2 separate regions of the Mus musculus genome follow, and region 1 is linked to region 2. A link is a contact called in public Hi-C data. All regions are on one chromosome and are shown on one strand. The core of a region is the stretch at or near the end of the contact, and the rest is flanking DNA. Distances in the headings are between cores, read along the strand shown. Region 1 overlaps Macrod2 (mono-ADP ribosylhydrolase 2). Region 2 overlaps Macrod2 (mono-ADP ribosylhydrolase 2).

What was found. Hi-C and Micro-C count contacts between places; a contact is called where the count stands out from the background.
Region 1: a contact with region 2 is called in a Hi-C map of cerebellum, with 2.3 times the contacts expected there. The contact joins two enhancer-like sites. A contact is called at or near these places in 1 of 39 promoter capture datasets (hippocampal neurons), 5 of 484 Hi-C or Micro-C datasets (cerebellum, cerebral cortex, cortical neurons and 1 more) and 3 of 115 datasets of contacts at active chromatin or transcription factors (SST interneurons, embryonic fibroblasts and embryonic stem cells).

Annotation. Positions count from the first base shown.
Region 1 is chr2:142,252,605-142,258,882 of GRCm38.p6, forward strand. Macrod2 (mono-ADP ribosylhydrolase 2) reads left to right here. Exons shown (of 19, transcript NM_001013802.3): 12 at 3,917-4,027. Among named protein-coding and RNA genes, the nearest start is that of Gm25583, 620 kb to the left of the region's middle. Within about 2 kb of position 1,812, at least 20 of the 459 cell types and tissues checked have an H3K27ac peak or open chromatin away from gene starts, as enhancers often do. A contact at or near this core is called in SST interneurons, cerebellum, cortical neurons and 1 more, where this site is marked.
Region 2 is chr2:141,228,646-141,234,909 of GRCm38.p6, forward strand. The region is part of intron 5 of Macrod2 (mono-ADP ribosylhydrolase 2); the gene reads left to right. Among named protein-coding and RNA genes, the nearest start is that of Gm25583, 410 kb to the right of the region's middle. Within about 2 kb of position 2,541, at least 30 of the 459 cell types and tissues checked have an H3K27ac peak or open chromatin away from gene starts, as enhancers often do. A contact at or near this core is called in SST interneurons, cerebellum, cortical neurons and 1 more, where this site is marked.

The sequences.
Region 1 (6,278 bases), core at 562-3,061, 1.0 Mb after region 2:
CCATATATATTACTCAACTATTATCAGTTACTTTCATCAATAATAATGCCAAAAGTTCTCCTGACTTCTAGTTACTTACAAGAAGGTTTTTGGTTTTGGTTTTGGTTTTTCTCATGCTCATGGGAACCTGAGTCTGCAGGTTGTAGGTTGGTCACCTGATCAACTAGATTGGCTAGGATCGGCTAGGTGGTTCCATTTTGAGATGTGAATTCCTTAATCTTGTCCTCACTCTACTCTGGGTCGAAGGCTGTTCTACCTACTTCTTGTCCTCCGTCAACCAGCACCTGACAAAGCGTCTTCTTCCCCATGGCAGACGGTGGAAGCACAAGACACATGTCCAGCTCTGCAGCACATTGAAGTACTGCTGGTCTTATCCACTTGTCTTTAATTGTCCAGGTCAAGCAGCTAAGTCCAACGTCAGGGACGTGAGCTTCCTACTCTCCGACGGAGGACACTGACAAACAGTTATACCGTAGACCAAGAATTTAATCTGTGAACTGCTGTATCTGAACTGATTTGCTTGTGTCTAAAATTCCGGAGACCAGAGTAAGAAAAGGTAACAGCGTGCCAGCGATCAGTACACGTCAGCCCGCTGGCCCAGCAGTAGCCAGGGACTTACCCTGATTGATTTCCCTTCCCTATTTCCGTTTCTATGCATAGCTGTGGAAAGAAGTAAAAATATCAAGATAACACCTTCAGGCCATAATGCTGGGATTCCGCCTTGCCATCTCTCTCAATAGAGAATTAAACACGCACAGAATTCCTGTCACAGCCCAGCGGTGACAGATCCCTTCTTTGAGAATGAATTTATTCTGCAGGCAAAAACTCTCATATTATTCATGTAAACTTCATGGAATGTGTTCTTGCAAATAGCACATGCTTAATAAATATGGTTTAAAAGATAGATGGTCAGAAATAATACTAAAAACACCGGGAAGGAGACAACAGAAAAATTCTTGCTGGTTATTCTGCTTTTTAGGGTGGGAAAATAAAACGCCACATCACACACTACACAAAAGCCATGGAAGTGTATTATCACAAGTGGATAGATGTTCCTACATGTGCAGTAGCTGGGAAACTCTAGCTTCTGTGGGACATTTATTTTTCAGCTAACAAAATAGCCCAGTGCTTCCCTGTAGGTAGGTATTGCTTCACATTTATTGTAACCCTTTTAAAGTCCCTTCTAGAAACCACAAGTTTATATGCCCTACCCCACTTAACTTTTTATTCTTTATATGTTTCCTGTGAAGATAGACAGATTGAGCTGCTCCTTACCAAACACTTATTGGTAACCGGGTAATGAGAGTCCGTGTGGTGTCTTCCTCTCCCTCCACCTCCACCCCACGCATACACCGGCAGAGGCCCACTTTTTCAGTAAGAACTCACTCGGTGGAAGCATTTAAAATGGATGGAAAGATAGAACGCAGCCAGAATGTCCTTCTAAAAGACAGTGAAATGCATGCTAATCTAATTGCCCAAGAGTGCACGGTGGGCTTTGAGAGCAAGTCTTCTGCATTGGCGCCCCCTGCTGGATTTGAGCGTGAATTGTCTCTGAAATTGAAAACGTACCTTTACAGCTGAGGGCATGCTACTCAAGTGGCAAACCCAGCCTACTTCTAGAATACCTTTCTTCCAAGATAAACATGCGAAGTGATTCCTAAGCTGGCTTCCCAAGAGCAGAAATACTCACGTAGAAAATTACAGCTGAAACTCAAAATAGGGAAGAAAAACGTGCCCCTGGGATGTTTGTTAGGGAGATCTATGACCTGCATGGGAAGGCAGAGGAAATCCTGGGTGAGCTGCTGAGTAAACCCCTGTATAAGAGCACTGCATCTGGGCATCTGAATGTGAATTTCTTTTTAACTGCCAGAAACAGTTCCTTACATTCCTAAGACTTGTTTCCTTCTCTGACTGTATTCTCCAGTTAAGGATCCTCTCTGTCTCTGTCGTAGTCACACTAGAAGGGACATAGGAACCAGACTAATTTTAAAGGCAGCCTGTCACCTACAGACTTCAGACCTTTTGTGAAATCTACATTATGAAGTCTGTCTGTTCGAGGAAAGCTGGCAGATCTTCTCCTGCTTGTTCAGTCCATTTGGTAGGGAGGAAGGGAAGAAATAATTGGCTAAATTTTTGGCACGTGTTCTCGAACCAGCTTGGCCTTATTAAGGGAACAAGAACAACCGTGATGGCTATTTCCTCCCAAGAACAAAAATCAGTGCTGTCATCCTCATGAAGATTCTCAACAGCAGGTGCTGTGTGGTGCTGTTAAATATGTCACTTACTGCAGTGGATTTAAAGACACACCGAGAAGTCCCTAGCTTCTCATATTCAAAATTGCTCTGTTCTCCGCAAGCTGAACAAACGGAGTAGATCCTGTACATACTCAGGTATTAATTGACTGCAGTCTTGTTCACAGTGGATGCTGTCCGGTGGATTGCTTTCAGAGTATCTTGGTAATGGGTCTCTCCAAGTTCTAGGGTTGTTGTTTTATCTCTGCTAGTCAAGCCCCCCTCCCCGCCCTCGGGGAGGATTCTCATACGTCTGCTTTTGCATGAAGAACAGGTAGCAAAACAGCCCATGCCTACCTTCCCAGCACTCAGGAGATACAATCGTGAAAACTGCAAGGTCAAGGCCAGACTGGACACAGAGTGAAACCCTGTCTCAAAGCTCAAATCAAACCAAACCAGAAAAGAATGAGCAGCACCAAGGGGTGGCACTGAAAACACAGTAAGATCATAAGTGTTGGTAACTTAGGCCTACTTGTGGGCCAGGGATGGAGAGGGCACGGCAGTCTTTCTGCTCTGGGACATTGGCTAAGGTGGCAACTCTGCATCCTACAAGCAGCTGGGATGGACTAGAAGATGCAACACTGTCTCCCTAATGGGTCTTGCTTCCTCACAGCTTGGTCCCATGGCCCTCTCTGTCCAGGGTAGTCTAGTCTGAACTGCATTGCAGTTATGGCTCCCTTTCCCAAAGGAGAAAGCAAGAACTGTCACTCTGAGGCAGCTCAGAAGGCTCAAGACATCATTTCTACCTTAACCCCTTGGTCAAACAAGTAACAAGACATATTGTGTCCACACAGAAGGGAGTTAGCTGCTGCTCCTGGACAAAAGGCCTTATGATCATTTGTACTTCATATTGCTAGCTTCTTATTTTCAGTCCTCTGTATATAACTACATTTTATATTCCATTCCTGTATCTTCAGATAAGGTAATGATCTACATTGCTCTTTTCACAAAAGTGTTTTTGGAGATCTCCCCAAAATTAATTATAAAATCAGGCCTTTACTTGCCCTTGGGAGTACATTTTCTCTGCCCATGAATTCACAAATTTTAAGACAAAAAAATAATTAGTTGCAAGTAGCCAGCCTCCAATGCAGCCGCCCATTTAGTTATGTTTTTCAGAGTTCTACAGTTGATCAGCGTAATGAATTCAGGACAAAAAAAAAAATTACGCATTGATGTGTTAGACCACCATATACAAGATAAATGAAAATAAAATTTTTGAAAGCACATATCTAACGAAAACATAAAAGGCATAGAAAATCAGCCAAGCTCCTTACACTGAGAATGTCACTTGATTCAGAGCCGGAAAGAAGATTGAAGTAAAACGTGTTTGGCATCTTTGGAGATGGCCAGCAAAAGGAGAAATGCTTCCAGCACCAGAGTGAATATTATTTACTTCAGTGTTGTTTTTACCTCTAGCAAATCCTGGGAGAAGAGACGAGTACAAATGCACCTCTTTATGTGGGGGGCCTCTTCTATTTCATGCCTCTGATTCATCTCTCCGCTGTGCTTTTGGGGAGTCATGGTACATTGCTTGCAATTAATTTCAGTGTCGCGTATTAGCCATAAAGAGATATTTCATACATTGACTTGATTTTTTTTCTCTCCCCCTGTGGTTTTCTTGAAAGATGAAAGTGGTCCAGAGGAGAAGCAAACTGCGGAAGAAATGGAAGGGCAGAGCCAAGAAGCAGGTGGGCTCAGGTTTCTTTTGAGGAATCTCCTTGGTCTCATCCACAGAGGTGAACAACAACTTTCCTCACTGTTATTGCTTAAAAACGCTTATGTCTTTCCAAACCTGACTAACCCAGTGTTCCTTCCTCTCCAGTTCCAGTCACTCCTAAGTTGACTGTGCTCCCGGTACAAAAACTGTACTCTTATTACCGATTCCATTTCCTTCTCGTAATAACAGATTGCCTAGGCCTGCACTAGGAACTGTGGGCCAAGATGGGAAGGAAACACAGCATCAGAGCTCGGGTGACTTAGATAGGGTCAGAATGAGCGGACAGAGTTAGAGGAAGAAAAAAATGAAATTAGAACTACGTGAAGAAAATGAAGAAAAGGCTCTCTCTCCGTACTAAATGGGGTGCTTTTAACTCTCTTGAATTTAATTTTGAAGAGCCATGTGTCTGGCTATCTTTGCATGTTGTAGATGGTGCCAGACAACCAGGGCAGGGCCTCACTCCCGATAGCTATAATATAAAAAACCTTCCTGACATCACCCCTATTAAGAGAAGTCACTGTGCATATTGATTATATCGTGTTATAGATTCTACACTGTAGATTATAAATTTAGCATTTAAAATAATAGCCATTATGGTTCAAAAGAGATTAAAATCATTTTTCCCCATCCCCGGCCCCATTTCTGTCCTTGGGAATGTTGTTAAGGGAATAACAGCCACAATCATTTGGTTTCCAGCCTTACTGCCAAAATAAAAATATCCCCTTCCCTTCAATCTCCAAGTCATTTTCCTTATTCTATTGAGGCCCATGGGGTGGAGCATGTTTTTAGAGTGAGCTCTGACTCCTGTGCCTACTACATCCTAGTCCACATGCTGAAATCTCAAAATTAAACCAGGTTAATGTGATATGTTTTCTACTGAAAACTTCTACAAACTCTTGGGACTGCTTTGAGGAAAGAGAGCTTTTATTATTAACTGAGAAGATGGGGTTGAAGGAGGCTAATCAGAGGATGCCTTGAAGCAGGCCAGGAAGAACCTTGTGTACCTATTTCTGGGTCAGCTGTTCCTTTCCTCTGAACAGAATGAATTTTTGGTACTGTAAACTGTTCTTGTCTGAGCTCCTACCCACTACCCACACACTATTGCACTGTGTTGAAGGTGGGACTGGCATGAAAAGCTGTCACTGTTTCGGGATCACATGTGTTTGTCAGTCAGCTGCTGGCTGCTGAGGACCTGGTCTGACTGTTGAAGTTTTATGGATTTTATTCATTCAGTGTGCTGTTCCAAGCTGTCTTTATTAACATTGATTTTCTTCTATTACTGCACACACACACACACATACCCCACATGCACACATACATGTACGTACATGCACACACACATACATGTTCACACACATACACATGAATACACATGCACATGTATACATGCATGCATGAACACACATGTATGCATATGTACATACACAACACATGCATACATACACATATACATGCACACATCCACATATACATGCACACATACACACATGTGCACACACATACAGACTTACATGCACACACATACACACATGCATACACACGAACACACACACCAATACCTATGTTTTATTCATTCATCCTTTCCTCCTATATCAGTTAGGTCCTGGTAGTTTCTTTTTGGGTTTGTGACCACCATCTGAGATGTCAGAGTGGAAGAGTATGAGCCTTCTCTATCTATTGAATATAAGAGCATTACCACTCAATATGACTCTCTCCTAGGCGTATATTGTAGCATCTTAAGTGTCTTCCTCAGTGGTTCCTCTTGCTCATCTAAGACAGCATGCTGACTGATGGAGACTATCAGTGGGGTCCATTTAGAATTGTGGACAATGCTGATCTGTGCATTTTGCCCTTTCATGGCCTCCTCTGATTAGGCAACAGAGCAACTGAAGACCTGGTTTTGGTTGTTAAAGCCCTGTGACCTGCTGTTAGTTTCCAAAATATCTTGCTTTCATTCAACATATTTCCCAGTGCCAATGTTGATTGCATAACTCTGCAGGTCTCTTCCACGTAATGGAAAAATGCAGTCTCAAAATAGTATAATTTATTTACAGGTTCTGGCAGCTGTCACCATCAAATCAAATGCAATTGCATATAGTATTTATCAAGAAATCAATAATAAATACATATCTAAGGTTGCCTGCTTCCCCAGCACTGAGTGTGCACTGCAAATGTTACATTTAATTTTAAAAACAACATCCATAGTTCCTTGAAGCTTATAGTCTGGTGGGGGAATACCAAGAATAAACAAGTAAAAGGGATACAATTAT
Region 2 (6,264 bases), core at 1,291-3,790:
ATTGAATTCTGGAGCATAAACTTCAGAAAACATATGACTAAAGTTAAACTGTGGCTGTTGGAAAAGCAAAGAGGAGCCCGTATGTAGAAGAATCTACTTATAAGTAAACCAAAAGGTATAAAAATACATATTGCCTTAAAAGCTCAGTACTAAGTGAAGGATGGGATAGGTTTTGGTTAAACGAATGGAACTGGTAAGAGATACTGATGAGCTTAAAGCTTATCTTTCCTCTCCTTATTGGCTCATTCAATTACCTATAAAAGACATGTCAGGATCTCATAGTGGGACCACCTACATGCTTCTGTATTAAGAAAGCTGTCCTCCACACATTCCAGCTCCCCAGATGGTCTGGGCCTATACTTGGTTCTTATATACAAGCTATTTTGAAATATCCAGAAACATGGACACCCAAGTAATTTCTCCAGTCAGTCAAGATGCAAAAAGGAATACTAGCTTTAAAAACAAAGGTGCTGTGTGTGTGTGTGTGTGTGTGTGTGTGTGTTACTACATACATTCAAGTCTGTATAGCCTTAAGATTAAATGCTGTATCACTCACTAAAAAATTAAAATAGAAATGAGGTACCATTTTTTTCTTCCCCCTATTCTGAGTCTAAGAACCAATTACTATGGTTATTCAATAACTGACTGTCCAAATTCAAATGGGATTAGTCACTACCTACTTCAGACCAACCTAGTTACTATGTTTATGACAGAATTTGAAGACATAACAATCATGTGTAGATAGTATTTCATGTCTCAGACCTTTCCAAACTCCCCATTTATCATTTTTCCATATGAAGTTATTTCCTCTGGAAACTTTTCTTCTTGTCCCATTCCCACACTTATCAGCTGGAATTATTAGTATTTTTTTACATTTTTACCTAGAATATTAAGAATGTAGCTAAATCATATGGAACATGATATGTAGTTAACAGTTTGTGTCCCATCTGGTTTAGTTTCTGTCACTGGCCAAAACTTAATCAGCTTTCTTTCTGGATGGATACCTTGGGCAGCTGAAAACTGTAATTGAATAATTTATTTTTATTTAGTGGCAATGTCTCATATTTTCAACAATTAATGGCTTTTCTCATGTACGAGATGTTTTTGAATGAAAATACTTCAATCATAATTTTTCTTCATATTTTTGCTTCAGCTCCAAATCAGTCTCCCTTTGTAGCTAAAATAAGAAACGCTGTTGTGCTTCCAGCTCCCCACTCAGTGGAAACATGTGGGGGATTTGTTGTTATTACTGATCTCGGTTGGAGTATTTCACTCCTGACCTAGACTTGAAGATTCTATTAAGCCATCGTAGGGCACACCGCCCACATAGTCTGTGTCAGAGAGTTTCCCCCAGAATCTCTAGTGTGTGGTGCTAACATGCATTTAAGCTTATTTAGACTAATGTTTTCAAAATGCAAACCACTGGATAGAATTACACACTGTGGTGGCCAAAGAAAATGATCTCACTGTGAGAGGGGTGGATAAAAATCTGTATGAAAGAGCTGAGGATATGGGAAATAAAGTGTGTACCCGCAATGAGCCTTTGCACACCCTGCCGCATGCACTGTGATCCCCAGACCATGAAAAAGCAACCGCAGACCCATCCTCACATTGCAGTTTTGAGAGATTTCATATAGATGATTTGCAGTATTATTTCATAGCAATTTACCTAAAAAGAAAAATAAGAGGGTTTGCATTTGCCTAAATCCAGATAATATTTGAATTTAAAGTGTATAGTTTCTCTTTAATTTTTGTTGAATAAACTTATGGATGTATTCAAAAATTAGTTCTGATATATACCATATTCTTTGTTGTATTTGTTAGGTTTGAACACTCAGAAGAAAAAAAAAAGAATTCTAAAATTCTTTTAAAAAATCATTTCATGCAATAAAAGCAATATGATAGATAGACATGCTAGATTATGACTTAAACACTATATTTTCCCCTACTTCTAACCACCCCATATGACATTTTAAAAACAAAGCTCTCTCTGTGCTTTCTTTAAAGTCAAGAAGAAAAAAAAGAGAGAGAGAGAGAGGCTGTATACTATTACGTGGACCTCCAGCATATAAATATATGTGTTCATAAGAAATTTGTAAAATTAGCTCCAGAAAAGCTTAACAATAATGTAGACCTGAAAGTAGGCATGGCCTTTTAAGCAAAGTGCATGTGCAGAAACTTAAAACATGTTAGGAAAATCAACAGACTCTGAGGACATTTCTAGTTTCTTCAAAGGAGTGCCGCCAGTTGAAGGAAGCATCCAGTACCAAAATGGGGACCCCCAAATAAGAGCAATGTGGGAGAAAGTTCAAGGCACTGAAAACATTTGGGGCAGATGATTTGAATGTCTTCCCGAGCCTCTGAGAAGCCTTAAGCTGCACCTCAGCCCTTTATCTTTGACAAATACCACACCGTGTTTCTGCTTGTTATTTTGTGGTCCTGGCGCTCTTGTCAGCTTGTTAAATGGAACTCTGGCTTCAGTCGGGAGATGATAATGTGGTAATCTCTGCGCTCGGCTTGCCTCAGCATCCAGAGGAGCGGCTGTGCCCGACTGTGTGAGGCTGCCCAGTGCCACGCGTAACTGCTGGCAGCTGGGCTGATGGAGAACAGTCTGCACCAACAGATTGAAAATGTTCTTTTCAGATCTTTAGATTGGAACTCGAGCTTTACTTTTCAAAGTCTTGTGTCCACAGCACAGTTCACAAAATAAACTACGAAACCAATTGCTTCAGGAGCCTCCAAGCCGTGACATTAAGGTGGCTGAGAGTCATCACTCTTGATGAAATGCGAAGGAGCAGTCTCAGAATCGCTGTCCATCAGAGGGAGGTTGGGCAAAGCCCCTGGGGTGTGTGACAGCCTGCAGACAGATGGTACATAAGTTTTATGTATACGCACTTATTTGAGGAGGGAGGGGGTGGTATTTAAGAATTCGTAAGTTCTTTCAAATTCATCAGGAGGAACAGGATATGCTTTTTAGCAGAATTGTTTATTTCCATGGAGAAGTTCTGAGTATAAAAATGTAAGATGCAGTGTTTTCTCTGATGCTAATCCTTATCCTGAAGTGCATGAAAAAAGTGAAGAAAAGCAATTGAAAGTAGTCTCATGAAGTGTATAGCTTTTCTTCCCAAAGAGCAGAATTCCAGATCTCTTGCTACCCGGGAGCTCAACCTAGCAGTCAGAATATTCCAATGACCACAGCCAAAGGATGCTAGATGCTGATCAAGTTGAAGGTTTTGTTGGACCCTAAAGTTCAAACTCTTTTGGGCCCTGCGGGTGAGTAGGAATGAGTCCAAAAAGACAAGAAATTCAGTTTGTGAAGGTGAGTTGGGAAGATGTGATTATCTGTATAACCTAAGTTGCTCTGAATTCTGCCCCCTCTTATTACTCATTTGTGAATCAGAGAAGATCTCTTCATCTTGTGGTCCCTGGAAACATCTCAGGGCTGAACTGTTCTCAGGCATGCAACTTTGAAACTGATTAAAAGTAGGCAAATGAATAGGCAAACGGGCAGATGATATACTTGCATAAAACAAAAATACTAAAATGCTGGTTGTCAATTGAGGAGGTGGGGGACATGTGTTGTTTGCTTTGATTCTTTGAGCCTGTGTGTAATAAAACATCAGGGTATAGAAGAGGACAATTAGATGGTCAAACCCTCTGTATTCATCAACATCTCTTTTTCCATTCTGAAGGCAGGAACATGACCATACTGAATGGAACAGCATCCTTTTCACAAACTACTGGAATCCTATCTAAGATTTAGGGATTTTTGTTTCTAAGGAAGAAAATATATATTGGGGGAAGGTGAGGGTATCTTGGTGAGTCTCCCAAATTCGATTATTTCATATCACATCCAAGGTTCTCAAAAGTAAGTGGTGGCAGTGCTCTAAGGAAAGGAAAGGGATGATGGCTGCATACATTTCTGTGATGGAGGACTCTGATGTAAGAGGGCCATAATCCTTTCATGTGTTACCCAGTGTGTTTATTTCTTCCATCATAGCCCAGCTGGTTTTGTTTTTTAGTGAGATCTTGACCCCACCCTCCATTGTGTATCTTTGATTCTCTCCAGAACCCCTCCTTATGGAGCCTGAGGTTAGCTTTTGTATGACATGGGGGTCTGTATTCTTCCATGTATTTAAGCACAAAATGTTTCCTTATGGCAGAATTTTGTTATAAGTCTTCAACACTGTTAACTCTTTGAACCACTGCTGTCTGTAGGCAGCTGATTGCTCCATTGTGTGAATTTGGGAAGGAGCCCTGTTGTTTGTGGTTCCTTGTCAGTGGCTCCTTGGTGGGCATGTCTTATGAAGCAATGCAGAGTTCTGTATGACAGAGCAGGCAACAAAGGGTTTTAATTTTGTCCAGGGAACTCCCTCCACTTTTCTTGTGGGACAGCAAGACCAGGTCACCTAAGGGAGATCAAAACAGTATGAGCAGAGAAAAGGGACCCCTCAAAACACAGACTGGAACAAAAAGCCAGCGCAGTAAACAAACAAAAAAACGAAGCAGGAGGGCCAACATGTGCCAGAGAAGTGGCAGGATAGGGTTGGATCTTGAAAGTCCAAAGGGGAAAAAATAAAATCTGGAAAGACTGATCAAGGGTAAGGAATGATAGTGACTGACAACTGAAGGGCTGATCTCTGTCTTTTAGTCATTGCTAATTTTAACAAAGGAGGGCATTCCATCCCGGCAAGCTGTGAGGTCAGAAGTGAGACTTTGATGAGATGAAGTTGATGGAGAACAGAGGGAAAGATGGCAGCAGTGTGAAGATGTTTCTGAAAGGATTGGCAGCAGGGCCAGGTATAGGCTTCACAGGGTAGCCAGAGGTACCCAGAGTTCTTAAGGGAGAGTCAGGTATCAAGCAAAGCTCACAAGATAGTACCAAGAAGATGTTCCAGTTCCAAAAGAGGATGGGCAATTGAGGCCGCTTAGGATGTAAGACAGGGGAGGCCGATATTGGGCCTCAAGACTCCTCTTATACTTGGATAGAAGGGTAGTAGTTCCCCATGGAGTAGAGTCTGGTTCAGCTACACTAGGGTGGAGTTATGACTCTCCTTTGTTTAGTTACAATGTCTCTAAGTCACTCTGTGAAAGCAGGCATTTCATCTGTTTGTGGTTATTTCTGTTTTGTTGCTTTTCAGGGGTTGACTAACAAATGACAAACATTGTCTTGGGCCAGGTCCTGCCAAGCAATGTCTCTCCTCGAGCTCACACTTCTACACTTATAAAACCTTGTTCATGTCCTGGCATTTCTTTCTAGTAAAAGTCATTCTGCTAGACCTAGATCAGGTTTCCAATCTGTCAGGATCTTTCTCTGTTTTAATTTGAACTCACAATGTTTCCCTAACCTGCTTCAGTCTCATAGCACCGACACATTAAAATATCTGCTGGGTGTCTGTCCACAGAACTGTCTGTAGCTTTATTTTCATTTAACCAAACAGTGCACCAGTGTGCTCCCACGCCCCTACCCCTACACACACACACACACACACACACACACACACACACACACACACACACATACACACAAACACACACACACACACACACATACACACAAACACACACACACACACACACACACACACACACACACACACACACACACACACAAACACACTCACAGAGACTCCAGGGAAGAAAATTTAGATGGGTTGCTTTGATGCTAACTGTGAAAGGCTTTCTTCCTGAGGAATCCTCCCAAATTGGATTAAGTGGATTCATTTGTGGTTCATAGCATTTACTTTTTAGGGAGGCGGGAATGTGAGAACTCTCCCTCTCTCTGTGTGTGCGTTCTCACAAGTCAATGGATCCTGCCACTTTGCAAGGCTCTCACATCTGGAACGCATCACCAACAGGCTTGCTGGAAAAGTGAAAGTTCGAGATAGAGCCCCATTTCCCCCTAGAACTGTGAAATTGAGCGGCGGCCTAGTTTCTTCTGTGTTGTTGGAAGTTCACTGGAGTGTAATGTAAGCTACATTGTAAACCATTTGGGATGTTCGCCATTGAACAATGCTTCCTGCCACATACTCTCCCTTATTTATCACTAACGTTTTCTCTCTAATTTCAGCACTGGCAATCAATCTCTGATTATGGAAAGGACCCTGCTTGTTCAACCTCTCATAACCATGTTGAGTTACCATAACCAATCTATCTGTTGTTTTCAAAGACAGTTAACTAACACAAGCAATTTATCCTCACCTCCTCTCAAGCGACCGAGGAGCAGGGCCTTTCTACTCCACTCAGAGCAGATCCATGTGTTCC